Regions from separate parts of the Mus musculus genome. Here region 1 is linked to region 2. Evidence: chromatin contacts called from public HiChIP or PLAC-seq data. All regions are on one chromosome and are shown on one strand. Each heading gives the region's core, a stretch centred on a gene start, on an enhancer-like site or on the middle of the called end of the contact. The rest is flanking DNA. Distances are from core to core; before and after follow the strand shown. Region 1 overlaps 4732471J01Rik (RIKEN cDNA 4732471J01 gene). Region 2 has its middle 21 kb from the start of Mir7048.

The links. HiChIP or PLAC-seq counts read pairs in DNA pulled down with a chosen protein or histone mark.
Region 1: a contact with region 2 is called in an HNF4G HiChIP or PLAC-seq map of pancreatic cancer cells. The contact joins two enhancer-like sites. A contact is called at or near these places in 3 of 115 datasets of contacts at active chromatin or transcription factors (embryonic stem cells, microglia and pancreatic cancer cells).

The regions. Positions count from the first base shown.
Region 1 is chr7:25,427,377-25,431,595 of GRCm38.p6, reverse strand. All of the region lies in intron 4 of 4732471J01Rik (RIKEN cDNA 4732471J01 gene), which reads right to left. Among named protein-coding and RNA genes, the nearest start is that of Cxcl17, 17 kb to the right of the region's middle. Within about 2 kb of position 1,320, at least 53 of the 459 cell types and tissues checked have an H3K27ac peak or open chromatin away from gene starts, as enhancers often do. A contact at or near this core is called in pancreatic cancer cells, where this site is marked.
Region 2 is chr7:25,194,886-25,199,448 of GRCm38.p6, reverse strand. No RefSeq gene overlaps it. Among named protein-coding and RNA genes, the nearest start is that of Mir7048, 21 kb to the left of the region's middle. Within about 2 kb of position 1,553, at least 53 of the 459 cell types and tissues checked have an H3K27ac peak or open chromatin away from gene starts, as enhancers often do. A contact at or near this core is called in pancreatic cancer cells, where this site is marked.

The sequences.
Region 1 (4,219 bases), core at 71-2,570, 230 kb before region 2:
TTCGGTCCTTCTCTTCACACCTTATAAATGAGAACAGTACAAAGATGAAAATAATGACTCTGGCCTTTTCATAAGGAACTATCTTAGGCAGATGAATGCTCTTCCCAGGGCATTCCCTGAAATCTGTATCAAGGCTTGACAAAAACGTAGGTAATTTTAGGATCCATGCCTGGACCTCCAGGAGATTATAACTGCTTTCTCATCCCTTGTAAACTCCTTTTGCGCAAAGCTATTTTCCAAGAACTACCTAGTGAGACCCGGAATGCCTGCCTCCCTGGGTCATTTCACTTCCAGCTTCCCTGCCAGGACCCTGCTGCAAGCAAGCAACCATCCCAAAATAGATACCCAGGCTAGCACCTTTACCTGCTCCCGTGATCACAACCACTCACACTCAGCACCCATTATCTAAGGCTTTACATGAAGTGCTATCCTCTCAAAAGAGTCTATAATCGTGCCCATTTCTACAACCTAAAAAAGTCAAGGACAAGGGCGTTAAGTAATGTGCCCGATATGGACCAACTCCATAATTTAACTTCATCTGCACTCAATCTGGGCAAAAGCTGTCTTAAATTTTTCTGAGATCTCCCAAACAAAATCCACCTTCCAGAATGATTTTGACCTCCCCCACCCTCCACACACACACACACACACACACACACACTTTAAGATTGGACACAGCCAACATAAGCTGTTTTCTGTCTCAATATTCACATAGGCGCCTGCTTCCTAACACCTAGCACAATTTCAAGGCACTTCCTTAGCCTACTGTTTATGAATCGTTACTTTTTTTTTTTAGGAAAATGCAGGACCAGATTCCCTGACCACATAAGAAGTCACAAGTTGACAGTCTTGTGAACTATTTGCACAGCCTTTCTCAGACCATAAAAGGGATGCACCAAGAAGAAATGCAATAAGGAAGTAGAAAAACCAGGAGAGTTCCTGGAACAATCACAAAGAGGTGGAGACTCCAGAGCCAGTGCTTAACGGCCTTGAACCATGCTTGGCAACCCCACCTGTCCCTTTCTATGCCTCTTGGCATCTGACTTCCTTCTCACCTGTCCCTTTGGCCTCACTTTCACAGACCTGATGAGTGGAGGAGTCAGAAAGGATTCATGAGAGAGCTGACTCACTTATGTACACTCACTCACCTTGGGACAGTTGCTACGCAGGGCGCAGGATTTAAGGACAATTAAGGAGTTATGCTTCCTAGAAATTATGCTGTCATGTTTGTCTAAGCAGAGGTGGGCCCTCTGGCCCTTAGGAACTTACATCCTCCCTTCTCCCTAGGTTGGGTTACATTCTCCTTTTAGTAGGTCATTTGTTTACTAAGTCATACTCAAGAAAAGAGAAAAAAAACTCAGTTGGATGGATTCCTTAAAGTCCCAAGCATTCCATTCCATTCTAAAATGTCTGTTGTTTTGGTGATGAGCAAGCAAAAAAGAAATATTAAAGGCCATGCAGGAAATTGATAACAAGTTTAACCATAAAACCATGAGTAACAACCTACAAAATGCCTTTAGGGACCACTGAACCACAATAATGAAGAGACAGGAGTCTAGTACTGCGACCTTTCCATTTGTATCTCATCTATAGGTCACCATGACTCATCCTCACACAGTTAGCTCTTACCTCAGAACTTGTAGATGGAACCAGCCTTTAGATACACACATATATTCATGAATTTCTTTCTATGCTTTAAACAGAACTTCATTATGTAGCCCTGGCTAGTCTAAAACTCACTATATAGACTAGGCTGGCCTGAACTAATAGAGTTCCATCTGTTTCTGCCTCCCAGAGTATACCCCCACAGAGTATACCCCCACAACCAGTCTAGATTCAAATATTTTGGAATCTGAAGCTCCTGTTTCCACTTCACACCATTGCATCCACAGAATTCAACGATAACTCTAGTGGAAATAATTATACTAAACTTCAACAGTAAGACAGGATCTGAAACAAGGCTTGGGATGAAAAATTTGGGAGGCTGAACAGCAAGGCAGGAATCTTTCAGGACATAAAATGTGCGTCAGTCATGGTTGACTGCAGACCAAGGAGCCATGCTGAAGGACTATGAATGACACCCTAAGGAGTCTGAACTCGATCTATAGATTACAGGAATAGCTGGAAATGTGGATAAACAGCAGCTTAAGAAAATTAAGTTAGCTTTTAAAAGGATTACTAAGCAAGCTTAAATTTAAATAAGTAGTTCTTAACTTTGATAAGAAATTAAAATGATCTGGAAGCTTTTTTTTTTTTTTTGAGACAGTGTGTCTCTGTGTAGCCTTTGATAGGAACTCCCTATTACATCAGGCTGACCTGGAACTCACAGAGATCTGCCTGCCTCTGCCTCCTGAGTCCTGGGATCAAAGACATGGGCCACCACCTTTTACTGAACCAAGCTCCAACCTAAGGTTCTATATCATATTTACCTGTTTCGTGCCTTTAAAGGTTATTTTTAGTAGTGGGTATTTCTGTTTTACTTTGATTTTTGATTTGAAGTCCTGGTGATTGAACCCAAGGTCTAGCACACTCTAGCAAAGTGTTCTACCTCTGAGCTTATCTTCAATTCCCTTAGTCTTCTCTAAATTGGTAGAGTTGTTCCAAGTTTTTGTCTTCATGACCATAACATTTTGATTTAGTTCTTTTGTTTGGTTTGGTTTTTTTTTAAGATTTATTTATTTATTATAAGTACACTGTCTTCAGACACCCCAGAAGAGGGTGTCATCTCATTACAGATGGTTGTGAGCCACCATGTGGTTGCTGGGATTTGAACTCAGGTTAAGAGCAGTCGGTGCTCTTAACCTCTGAGCCATCTCTCCAGCCCGTTTGCTTTGTTTTTGAGGCAAGTCTCGTTTTTGTAGTTCAGCCTGGCCTGAGCTTGCTATGGAGCTAACTGTTCTTGGAAGTGGCCCAGATGAACTTGAGGAGCTGATGAGGCCTGGGGTTTATTCAGTCGGTTGGTTTTTGTTAGGTTAGGTTTTCACTGTTGCCGCAGGAGGGTGGTGGTGGTTATTTTCAGCCTAGGTGCCTCTCCAGTGTGCTACACAATCCGGGTGGACCTTTAGTTCCTGACCCTCCCATCACCACCTCCCAAGTTCTGGGATCATAGACCTGAGCCTAGTGGTTTCACTTTTGCTGGAGGCAAGGTTCATGCTGGCCTGGAATTTGTGAGCCTTATACCTCTGGCTCCTCAGTACTACTCCCATACCTGGGTGACCTTAACATTTTCTGAAGAATATTAGCCATCTGTTTTTTGGTGTGATGGGAGTGGGGATGGGGCTTGTGATAACCCTCAATTCTGGCTCACCTAATATTTCTTCAGGGTTAAGTTCAAGGTGTGCACTTTAGCCAGGTAGCAGAGGAGTGACACCGTGTCTCCCGAGGTCAGCAAGTGAGGTGCCCAGGGTGCTGGGCATGGAGCACCTAGCTATGCTTCCTCACTATAAAATGACTATATTACTTGGAAACATTATTTTATTTCACTTACTACATTTTATTTCCTGGAAGGAGCGAGCAAACCACGCAAGCATTTGGAGGTTGGAAAACAGCTTAGAAGAGGAGACTCCTTCCTCCCACCTGGGGAGCCAACACAGACCTTGAGGCTTGCTGGCAAATGTCCTCACCCACCGAGCCATCTTGGGAGCACTCTTAAACTATCAGTGCCTGGAAACACAGAATAATCAAATGAGCCTCCCTTGGGGCCTGGGGCAGGCCCTGGAAGGTGGTCAATGTCTCAGATTCTAACAAACAACCAGAACTGAAAACCAACAGTGAAAACTGGAATTCTGAAAAGCAACATTGGGCCTCTCTTCTCAAAACATAACCAATTAAGCAGATGTAACTAAACTTGAACTTTGGTGGGAACCCATAGCAGAAGAAAGGCCAAAATTCCCCGGGTTGGGAGAGCACTTAATGAACAAGGAGCTGAGTGATATAAAGAAAATGCTGGCCATAAGCAAGCCCCCCACCCTTTCTGCTCCAAGCCTCAGGGAAATCTTTGCTTCATTTCATGAAATGCACAGCACACGATGGCTGAAATAGCCACTGGCAGGAAACTACAACTCCTGTTGCAAATACCCAGCCTTCTATACCAAGATACTTCTTCTGACTAGGGTTGAAAGCAAAATCTATAAGAGTCAGGTCGGGGGCCCTGGGCTTCCCTTGAAGAACCTGTGCTATCTGAGTGCCAGTTATGCTTTGTCCTCAATGTCTTCTGAAG
Region 2 (4,563 bases), core at 304-2,803:
TGGTTATGAATAGGGTCTGCTTTGGTAGATCCCATCTGAACACTGCATCCCATAATCCTGATCAGGTTACCACAGACACAGTGACTGACGGATTATCAACCACCATGTGGGTGCTGGAAATGGAGCCCAGGATCTCTGGAAGAGCAACCAGTGCTCTTAACCAATGAGCCATCCCTCCAGCCCCTCCAGTGAGCATCTCTATTGTTTCCCCTTGAGACCATTTTCCCTAAAGTGGATATACAGATAGATACCTTGTCACCAGTGGTGCCCGAGCAGCCCCTGCTTCCTCCTCACCAGTCTGCTGTTGTCAGACAAATACATCCGCTCATCTGTTGGGTGTGTAGTAGTGCATCATTGTGACTTATTTTCTTTCTCTCCAGTGATTGATTGCTTCTGCTTTTCTAAGAAAGTATTTTGTTTTATTTATGATAGGTGTGTGTGTGTGTCTGTGTGTGCATATGCTTGGCGGTTAAAAGAGGACATTGAATACCCTAGATCTAGAGTCACAGGAGGTTATGACCTACCCAAGTGGCTGCTGGGAACCTGGTCCTTCACAAGAGCAGCAACAACAGACAAGAGCTTCTCAGCTGCTGAGCCATCTTTCCAGCCTTCCCCCTTTTTGGAGGTAGTAGGAAGGGAGCAGCAGTCTGAGTCTGTCTTAAATGTATTCCAGACTAGCCCTGAAGTTCCGATTCTTTTTCCAGTTCGTTTGTTCTTTCTTTCTTTCTTTCTTTCTTTCTTTCTTTCTTTCTTTCTTTCTTTCTTTCTTTCTTTCTCTCTCTCTCTCTCTCTCTCTCTTCCTTCCTTTCTTTCTTTCTTTCTTTCTTTCTTTCTTTCTTTCTTTCTTCCTCTTTCTTCCTTCCTTCCTTTCTCTCTCTCTCTCTCTTTCTTTCTTTCTTCCTTTTTTTTAAGAATTATTTTTATTTATTTTTCTGTATATGAGTACACTGACACTGTTTTCAGACACACCAGAAAAGAGCATCAGATCCCAATACAGATGGCGTGGGCCACCGTGTGGTTGCTGGGATTTGAACTCAGGACTTCTGGAAGAGCAGTCAGTGCTCTTAACCACTGAGCCATCTCTCCAGCCCCCTTCTTCCATTTCTTGACTGCTCAATTTACATGTGTATGCCACTATTGCTTGGTTTCATTTCTGCTTACTCTTTAATTTTTAAAACAAATATTTCAGGGGGAGGGAGGGAGGGAGGAGAGCGAGCGTGAGCATGTTTGTGTGTGTTTTGTATTTGGTCGTGTGTATGCAATGCACTTGAGGAGACCAGAGGACAACTTTGTGGAGTATGTGGGTCCCTGGCATTGAACTCGGGGTTAAGCCAAGATCCATCTCACCAACCCAATTTCTGTTTGTTCTTGAGTAAAGACTGTGAGGGAGTGAAGTGCACAAGGCAGGGGCCCACACTCCACCCCAGCCTGTGCATCCTGCTAAACATCTGACTGCCCTGCGATGACCTATTTTTTATTGTTACATTGTGTCACATTTTCTTTCTGCCTCATCCTTTGACCAGCCTCTGTCTCACCCCGCCATCCACTCCCTGGACCACACCTTGGACTGAGTCATTCCCTGGAAGTGTAAACAAACAAAGGGACATTTCCTGAGTCCTTATACCACGTGCCAGGCACCATGCCAAAGGCTCAGTGTGCATTTATCCCTCATACATTCCTGCGAGGCTGGTAGTAATTCCCTCATCATTTAAGCTCTGTGAGACACACACAGCTAGGTGAGGCCACTTGTCTGAGTGACACAGTGAAGTGACAAGCAGGATTGTGCAAGTCCCAAATTTAAATTCTTAGGGGTGTGAACGTAGCTTGACGATAGCATGCTTGCTTAGTGTCCAAGGACCCAAGGTCACACAGGGTTCGGGGCTGGACTTTGGTCTCGGCATTGAGGGTACTAGCTACTTTCTCAGAGGACACAATGTGAGCCCTGTCACACACAGGCAGTTGACAACTGTCACTGATTTCAGGGGTGGCCAACCTCTGCAGAAATCAGGCATACGTGTGGTGCACATGCAGACAAAACACCCATGTACGTGCAGTAAAACAACTTTCAAAAAAAAATTAAAAATTTAAAAAATATTTGGTTTTCCTTTTTCTTTTTTTCTTCTCTCTTTTCTTTTCTTTTTGTTTTATTTTTATTTATTTATTTATTTATTTATTTTTGGTTTTTCGAGACAGGGTTTCTCTGAATAGCTCTGGCTATCCTGGAACTCACTTTGTAGACCAGGCTGGCCTCAAACTCAGAAATCTGCCTGCCTCTGCCTCCCAAGTGCTGGGATTAAAGGCATGCACTACTGCTGCCTGGCTATTTTCTTAATATTTAACATTTAATTTTTATGTTATGCATGTATGTATGTAAGTGCACCACATGTGTGCAGAAGTCCACAGAGTTTGGAAGGGGCATTTGGTGTTTGTTCCCCTAGAACTATAGTTACGGAGCTGTAGTTTCGAGCTGTCATGAAGGTGCTGACACCAAACCTGGGTCCTTTGCAAGAGCAATAAATACTCTTAACTGCTGAACCATCTTTCCTGAAAATTTAAAAGTCACATTTGTGTGTTGTGTGTGTTGTGTTGTGTGGGTGTGCATATGCATGCCACCGTGTACATGTAGAAGTCCCCAGACACTCTCTCCTGCTGTGTGTCCTGGGAATTGAACTTAGACAATTGCACTTGACAGCAAGCACCCGCTAAGCCTTCTCATTGGCCCCAAATTCCTGGGTTTGATCACAACCCTATACAGTCTTCCATGCCTTCAGACTCCAGTATCCCAATCATCCCAGCATCTGCCATCTCCACCTGTCAGGCCTTCCTGGCTGTCACACCTGTGTTATCAGGTCCTCTCAGGATCCTTCTGTTGTGTACCAGTGGAGCAGACCCCTCCGGCTTCTCCTTTCCCCATGCAGCTACAGTCTTCTGGCAAACCTTCTGATCTCTCTCACTAACCCTCTGATAGAACCTCAGCAGGAAACGGAAGGGACCACAGCTGGAACTTTGAAGGTAATTTAATGAAGGAACTGTTGGTGAGGACATTGTTGAGGGAACCTGGAGGGAGGGTAATACCACAGGAAACTGACCATACTGCCCTTAAATCTAACTGGCAGGATGTCGCATGAAATGGTACTACTGGAACTCGCGAGCCTGCCTTGAGGAGCTGAGGCTGTGGAAGGCACCATACAGCTACCATCAGAGCCAAGGGATTGAGCAGAGAGAGCTTGGAGGGGTGCCTAAAATGCACGATCTTCCTGCTTTAAGGCCTTGCTGGTGCTTCGAAAGGAAAACCTTGAGATCAAAATGCTAGAGGGGCTGGGCGTGGTGGCGCACGCCTTTAATCCCAGCACTTGAGGCAGAGGCAGGTGAATTTCTGAGTTCGAGGCCAGCCTGGTCTACAGAGTGAGTTCCAGGACAGCCAGGGCTACACAGAGAAACCCTGTCTCAAAAAACCAAAAACAAAACAAACAACCAAACAAACCTCTAGAGGGGTAGGGCCAGGCTCCTTGGGCAGTGAGGCAGAAGGATTGAAAAGTCAAAGCCTGTCTGGACTACATGATGAAGTCTTGTCTCAAATTAGAAAGCAAGGGCTGGGCGTGGTGGCACACGCCTTTAAACCCAGCACTTGGGAGGCAGAGGCAGGCGGATTTCTGAGCAGGCGGATTTCTGAGTTTGAGGCCAGCCTGGTCTACAAAGTGAGTTCCAGGACAGCCAGGGCTTGGCATACAAGCTCTGGGAGAGCTGAACCTGGATCCTTAGCATTGTGTAAAAAGTGGGTCCCTGTTTGTAATCCCAACTTCTGAAGAGGTAGAGATGGGTGGATTCCTAGGCTTGTTTGCAGCCAGTCTAGCCAAGTAGATGAGCTCCAGATTCAGTGAGAGATCTTGGCCCAAAAGAACGCATTGAAAAGTGATTGACGAGCCTACCAAAGTTAATTTGCACACACAAATTACAAAGTGCAAAGAAGACCGGGATAGGGCTCATTATTAGAGCCCCTGCCTGGAATCTCCCAATGAGGGGTTGTGGCCATGGCTCAGTGGTAGAGTACCTGCCTAGAAATCTTCCAGTGACAGGCTTAGGGTGTGGCTTAGTGATAGAGCCCTTGCCTAGAATCACCCAGTGACAGGCTGGGGGTGTGGCTCAGTGGTAGAGCACCTGCCTAGAATATCCCAGTGGCTGGGGATATGGCTCAGCAACAGAGCATTTGTGTAGAATATGGGAATTCAATCTCCATTACCATGAAGTGGATAGGAGCTGAAAAGATGGCTGAGCAGTTAAAGATACAGGCTGCTCTTCCAGAGGACACAGCTTCAGTTCTCAGCACTGGTAACCATGCCTCACAACCACCTGTAGTTAATTCCAGGGGATCAGACACCCTCTTCTGACCTCTGTAGGCATGCATGTGGCACACAGACGCACACAGGGGCAAAACATTCCTACACACACACAAAAGTATTTAAAACCTCATTTAAATGTGAGCCCATGTGATGCTATCCTCCACATGGATGTAGGATGGCCCAAGGTGAGACACTGGGGTAAATGGAAAATAACGGAGTTCAT